Regions from separate parts of the Rattus norvegicus genome. Here region 2 is linked to region 1. The links are chromatin contacts, called in public Hi-C maps. All regions are on one chromosome and are shown on one strand. Each heading gives the region's core, a stretch centred on a gene start, on an enhancer-like site or on the middle of the called end of the contact. The rest is flanking DNA. Distances are from core to core; before and after follow the strand shown.

Region 1 (3,372 bases), core at 573-3,072:
TCTCTCTCTTTTTCTCTCCCTCTCTGTCTCCCTCTCTCCCTCCCCTCCCCTCTCTCCCCCGACACAAAGGCTTTTGGGGGTTGGGGTGGGAAGACAGCTGCCAGCCAGCATATCCTGCCTGGTAAATTTTAGGCCAGTGAGAGGCCCTGCTTTTTCAAGAAGCAAGGTGGGTACCAGAGGGGTGACACAGGAGAGGTTGAGCTCTGGTCTACACATGCAGGCACATGTCCACACGCAGAGACAGAAAAACACATACACACACAGACAGAAACACAGAGACAGACAGAGAGGGTGGGGGAGAGGGAAAGTGATATCTCTGGGGTCAAGAGCCAAATTTCCACACCAAGCTTCGAGCAGGGACACATCAACTTCCCTGTAGGAGGAGTAGGAAGAGAGACCCAGAAACAATGCCTGGGTGAGGAGTGCAGAACAGTAGCAGGAAGGGGAACCTTCAGGAGGGTATTGGGCTATGAAGGGTCATGGGGTCATGTGGGAGAAGTATGACAAGTGCTCTTGAGCCCCATGGCTTGCCCAGAAAGCAGAGTGTGGATCCCAGGGAGAGCTGAGATGACAGAGAGGCGGGATGAATGGAGTCCAGCTTTGCCCTTGTCTCTTTCAGCGGACAGCCTGGCACAGCCTAACACGTGCTCACTGGGGCCGTGGTCTGAGTGCTTCCCCTCAAGATCTAGCGTACTCCAAGGCGACAGTGTGTGAAGATGGGGGCTTTGTTGGTGCTTATGTCAGGAGTGTGGAGCCTTCCTGAAGAGGATTAGGACCCTACGCCAGGTTTTGACATACCCAGGAGGTACCATATTGGAAGGAAAGGGCCTCTCTTGAACATTAACTGTGCTAATGCCCTGATCTTGGACTCTCTGGTTTCTAGAATGTATGTGATTTACAAGTCACCCAGCCTAAGATATTTTGCCATAGCTCCAGGGCGTGGCTACCACACAGACAACTCTGATATCTGTTAAGTCTCAAACTGACCTCCCATCTTGGCATCTCTAACTTCTTTTCCTGGGTTAATATTTCATCTTCCTGAGAGTTCCTTTTTTTAAAAAGATTTATTTTTATTTAAAAAAAAAATACATGCGTATGTTTGTATGTGTACATGTAAGCGCAGGTACCCACAGAGTCCAGAAGGGGGCGCTGTGTCCTCTGGAATTGGAGCTACAGGCAGTTATGAGGTATCTAGTGTGGGTGATCGGGTCTGAACTTGGATTCTCTACAAGAGCAGTACGTACTTTTTTTGTTTTTGCTTTTTTGAGACAGGGTTTCTCTGTGCAGCTCTGGCTGTTCTGGACCAGGCTGGCCTTGAACTCAGAGATCCATCTGCCTCTTCCTTCTGAGTGCTGGGATTAAAGGCGTAAGCCACTATGTCGAACTACGCAGTATGTATTTTTAGCTAGACTTGGCTTTTTTTTTTTAAAATCGTATCTGTCTCTGTGTAGTATCAAGAAAGTACAAAGGCAGAGGCTTGGTTCCATTCCAGTTCTTAATGCCCAGTAAAAGGAGGAGATGCCTATGTAGAGTCCGCATAAACAAATGAACGTTCTCTTAGAGCTCCACCACCCTTCCCCAAATAAAGAACACTTCGATTTGCTGCTCACTCTGCATGGTGTGCCCTGCTAGCCTGGCTCTGGGCATAGGCCACTGAAGCCATGAGGACTTATAGGGGTACTGGGCTGCTGGAGGGCTAACAGCAGATGCTGCCCCCGAAGTCCAGGCCTAGAGAGACAGTCTGGCCTCTCTGTAGGTGGGGGATCTCAGCTTAGGGTTGGCCACATTCAGACCTTCTAATAGGTCTGCAAAGGAATGTGGAGCCTGGGCAACGTGCCTGGAGTGTGGATGGAATTTATTGCACCCCAGGCTTCCTGAGTTTTAAGGTCTTGAATAGCAGTTCACATATTTTTGTGGGGGGGATAGATATGAAAAACACCCAAATCGAAACCCACAGGAAACAAACTGGGGAAATCTGGAGGCAGAGCATGAAATGCACAAATACACAAGCCAGAGCTGGGCAAACAGAGCAGGGAAAAGGGCCAAGCCAAACCAGGGCCTTGTAGAGAAACCAGAGCCTAGAGTGTTGCATTCCAACTTCAGAATATGAGCTACGACACGGGTACCACGGCAGGTAAACTGTAAGGGAAATATAGGATAAAAAAGGTGTAAGACAACCCCGCTACCCAGACAGGCTCACCATAGATGCTGTGTACAGCAGTGGCTCTCACCCTGTAAGTGGTGATTCCCACAGGGTCACAAATCACATTACAATGTATAACAATTTCTAATGGTAGCAAAATTAAAGTAGCAACAAGATAACTTTATGGTGGGGGGCAGGGTCACCACACCAAGAGGAGCTGTATTAAAGGGTCACTCAGCATTAGGAAGCTTGGGAATCACTGGCATAGAGGCTTGTGGTCTTTTAAGGGGAGGGGTTTAAACAGGGAGCCCTTCTTCAGCAGAACAGCAAAGGTCTCCCACGATCAGCTGTGTGCCTCTGCAGGCTGTCATAATATGGTAGGCACCAGCATGGCTGTTGAGAGCTGTTAAGTGTACAGCGCTGTAGAGTTGTACCTAGCAGCCTCTTCTGCCCTGTTCTTGGATGTCATCAGCACCCCCTTCTAAAGATCGTTGAGTCTTAAACTGGGGGAAGATCTTCAGACCTGGGGTGGCAGAGTTAACATCCACCCTGTGCAGTACTCAGAGCTGTTTGAGTTGGCCCGTCTTTGCTGAACTCAGAATTTCCTCCGAGGCAGAGTAAAAAAGTTTGCTTCCCAACCCTGGCCACCTTCAGATCCCAAATGTGCCTTTTGCATGCTGACCCTTCTGATATGGCAAACTGGTGGCAGGTACTCCTGCCTGGGGTCCTGGGCTCCCAACTAAAGCATCCTGTCAAGGAAGTTACCATGGACTGCAGAAAAGAGCAGAACTGAGGTGAACAGTCATGGAGGGCAGGACCCCCAATAATTCTGCCCTCCCAAGCCACTGTCTAGGGGCATCACACAGACATAGCCTCTTCTTGGCACTGCAGGGCTCGGGCAGTCCTATTAATAGTTCAGCTACAAGCCCAGCCTTCCTCCGAGTTTCCATTTCACTCGCACCAGATCTGGCTGTCCCTGTAGGGACAGCTTCCTTGTAAAACAAACAGCAGAATCAATATTTCTTTCACTAGGGGAGGCGTAGGGTCTTCAGACTGCAGGTCAGGCCCTTTTTACCTTCTCCTGGCCCAGTCCTGGGCCCGGGATGGGGAACCAATGTCTACCAGTACACACACTTTCTGCCTCAACCCAGCAATTTGATTACATTAAATTCGGCAGGCATTTACTATTGAACCTTCAATGTTTCAAAGCCAGCAGGGCCAGGAGGATG
Region 2 (3,372 bases), core at 486-2,985, 290 kb after region 1:
GTAATACCTCAGCCTTCTCCTGTGAGGAGGAGACTTTCTGTTTAAGCTGGTCAATCTCTTCTACTTCTATGATGTCCCCAGAAAACAAGTGCAGCAAGATACTTGTGTCACATGAAGTACAGAGAAAAACATTAAAAATTTAATAATAGCATTGCTAATCTTGCTTACCAACCTACCTCAGGGCTATAAATGTTCAAAGACCATTTTGTGGTAAAACACCTTGTAGGGGAAACAACATGGCTTCTGTCTTATGAGGAGAGCTGCATTTCCTTTGAAAATCTGTGCCTGGCTCTGGCAATATTCATTGGTGAATGCTGCCTGACCATGCTAGTTCATCTGTACATCAGGCTAACAGAAAATAGCTCACCTTATTTTATCTGGGTATTTTCCAAGGACTTCTGTTGCCCTTTGTCCTTTGTCACCAGGCTCTGGGAGATGAATTGCTAGGAGGCAGAGTTCCAGGAGACCTTAGGTTCCTTCTTTCATACATATTTGGAAAAGAGATGTTTCTGGATTCCACGGGAGCCTGCCACCTTGCCAAGGAGATAGATCACACAGATATATATCCTGGAACCATCATAAATGTCTCAGGTTTTGATGCATTTGAGTGACTTACAGAGCCAATAGCTTTGATCAAGTACCCAGCTCTACTGGATAAATAGAAAGATAATGAGACTTGAACAGCAGAAGACTGGGAGTCTGTGCGGGGAGATGGCACCTTGGCCTTGGGGAAGGTGAGGCAGGAAGAGCTGGTAGCTGCTGTTTGGCTGCTTTCCAAGCTTGCTGGGTAGTCTGGCTTTTCAGGGTCATGATTTGGAGATAACCTTTTGCCTTCCGAACACAGTCATTCCTTCTCTTGGATGAGGCTTCCTCCCTCCAAAACACTCTCATCTGTATTCGCCTTGTCCTTTTCCCAGAAGCCCCACTGACAGAAGGGCAGTAAGTGACTGCTTACTGATGGGTGATAGACACCAAGACAGTGAAGGGTTAGAGCCAGGGGTGGTGGACCTACTTCGTCTTTTAATATCCATTGGCTTTCTAGCTGAGGACAGTTGTGCTTGTGCATGTATGCGTGTGTGCGCCTAAGTGTTTGTGATTCCCTGCACAAGAAAAGGAATAGAGCCAAGATGAATGCACCTAGATCCTCCTTTCTATCCCCTGGCTTTATAGCTGACAGTAAAGAGGGAACCCTGGGCATCCTTCTTTTGCCTTATGGGTTAACCTTCTCTTACCATATTCCTCTTTAGCTCCCCCTTTCTCTTTTATTCCTCTCTTCCTGTTACTGCCTCTGTTTCTTCTTCCTCTTTCCTCTTCCCCTCCAGTCTTTGATGTACCATCATGTGGCATAGCTACTTCCCCCATTTCATTCTTTTAAGTTTTTCACTAGCATCGTTGATTAAATCTCAATCTAAACTGGTATTTATCAAGGATGACTATTCAATACATTTGTCACTGCTAGGCTTTGGAAACACGGAACAGGAGAGATGGGCCAGGCCTCCCGGAGCCAGAAATCAGGAGAGGAACACGGATGGCCACATCACAGCAGTCAGAAGAGAAGACTGAACAATTTGAGGAAAGTTCAGTGAGTATCATTTCTGTATGTCTTGATGGTCCAAAGACAACTGAGACGGAGATAAGATGATTAGGCAAATGGGGATCAAGGCAGTGCTCATATTACCCAGGAGTCTGTGGGAGGACTGAGCTCATGTCTTAGGCATGCTGATTACTTCACACTGACTCCCATAGTCCATCCCACTTAGCTACTGTTCCCTCGACAGCTTGGGCGGGGCTGCCCCTTGCAGTAGGATTTGTATCTAGATAAAAACCACAGCTTAGAAGAACAGCCATGTGCTAGAAGGGCATGTGGTAGGGAACCTTTTTTTCAATGACAAAGGGAAAAGGAGGCCCCCAGAATACCCTGACCCAGGTCAAGATCAAAATGACAATAAATGCAATAAATATGAGTAGACCTGGGGAGAGATGTTGAGAATGTGAAGCTATTCCTTTACACTTCATTTGGAGGAAAACCAGTGTGGGAAAGAAATACCTTTTCCAGCTCCTCTGTCTGGTATGTCTGGTATGACTGACTACTCACAACAGGTGTGTCCGTGCATGAGTTCACGCAGAAGTGTGTGTGTGTGTGTGTGTGTGTGTGTGTGTGTGTGTGATTCATTGCACAAGAAAAGAACTCCATCTAGTCTAGAGGCAACAGCCCGCCTCTCCTTATATGCCAGAAGTGACATTTAACCTGACATACTTCAAGAATGGTTACCTACTTCAGTATGATAAGTGCCAAAAAATTCTAGATAAAATTAGGTAGCCTTATTTCCTCTCCTCTCTCTCTCACATTCTCCTGTACAAATCAGAACTCCAGGGAAGTCTTTCATTCAGTTATTCAGTCAACAAATATATATTTAATGCCTATTAGACACAAGCTACTTTACTATGCAGAAGAAATATCAAGATTAATAGGAAATGACTTCTGCCCCAAGGATTGGTATGCCAGGCAAGGCAGACTCATAAATAGCAGAGAGGCCAGACCATGACTAGTAAGCTTGTTTTGTTGCTGTTGTTGAAGCAGGTAAGAGCTCTTAGCAAGCTGTGTTATAGCTTTATAGGGTTCATACGCTGAAGGAACATTTGTTTAGGGGAGGAAGTGGTATTTGAGCTAAACCTTGAATAATGAGCGGGATACGAATAAACAGACATTATCTTGGCCTTGCAACGAAAGGGAACAGCATCATAAATGACTGTCTAGAGGCAGGAATTCTAGCCCCATTTCCAGGGATTAGTGGGTAGTCTAATTGGTCTATACAGTGTATAAGAGGAAACATTCAAAAAGATCAAGTCCAGGCTCTTGAATGTCCTTATAGCAGTCTGCCCACACTTTGGTCACCAGGGTGAATGTGAAAATTGCTAAGATGTGGTTTGATTGAATGGATGTTTTAGAGTAACCATTCTGATCAAGTAGAGCGAGCAGGACTTGGAGATGGTAAATACATTGGGCATCTTTGGGGCATTCCATGTTAGGACTTCTGACCTTGAGCAATGGCAGCCAGGTCGGACCAGGGGAATAGATGCTAGGATGTGGTTTCATCTCAGGCCTTCTCACAATACTCTTAGGATGGTGAACACAGGAGGGGAAGAAAGACAGAGGCATTGGACTTGAGACCAGACAGGGTGTGTACAAAAGAAACTCATGGGATGTGAAGATTCTTGGGATTGGATATTAGGGCAGTCCCGACAGGGTGAAGTTTGAAGGATGAGGTGTGAACAGGCCTGCTAAAGCCCAGAGAAGTCCAGAAGGCTTGAGGGAAGATGAGGGATTTGTGAGTTTTCCGATGAGCCTTGCTCCCTCAGAATGGAAATGTA

What was found. A called contact is a pair of places that touch in the nucleus more often than the background predicts.
Region 2: a contact with region 1 is called in a Hi-C map of the A7r5 cell line, with 2.5 times the contacts expected there. The contact joins two enhancer-like sites. A contact is called at or near these places in 2 of 12 Hi-C or Micro-C datasets (the A7r5 cell line and hepatocytes).

Annotation. Positions count from the first base shown.
Region 1 is chr6:33,916,674-33,920,045 of GRCr8, forward strand. All of the region lies in intron 3 of Klhl29 (kelch-like family member 29), which reads right to left. LOC120103500 (a long non-coding RNA gene) reads left to right here. Exons shown (of 2, transcript XR_005505754.2): 2 at 620-1,609. Among named protein-coding and RNA genes, the nearest start is that of Klhl29, 190 kb to the right of the region's middle. Within about 2 kb of position 1,823, at least 28 of the 93 cell types and tissues checked have an H3K27ac peak or open chromatin away from gene starts, as enhancers often do. A contact at or near this core is called in the A7r5 cell line, where this site is marked.
Region 2 is chr6:34,204,651-34,208,022 of GRCr8, forward strand. LOC120103502 (a long non-coding RNA gene) reads left to right here. Exons shown (of 6, transcript XR_005505756.2): 3 at 1,460-1,582. Among named protein-coding and RNA genes, the nearest start is that of Klhl29, 96 kb to the left of the region's middle. Within about 2 kb of position 1,736, at least 6 of the 93 cell types and tissues checked have an H3K27ac peak or open chromatin away from gene starts, as enhancers often do. A contact at or near this core is called in the A7r5 cell line, where this site is marked.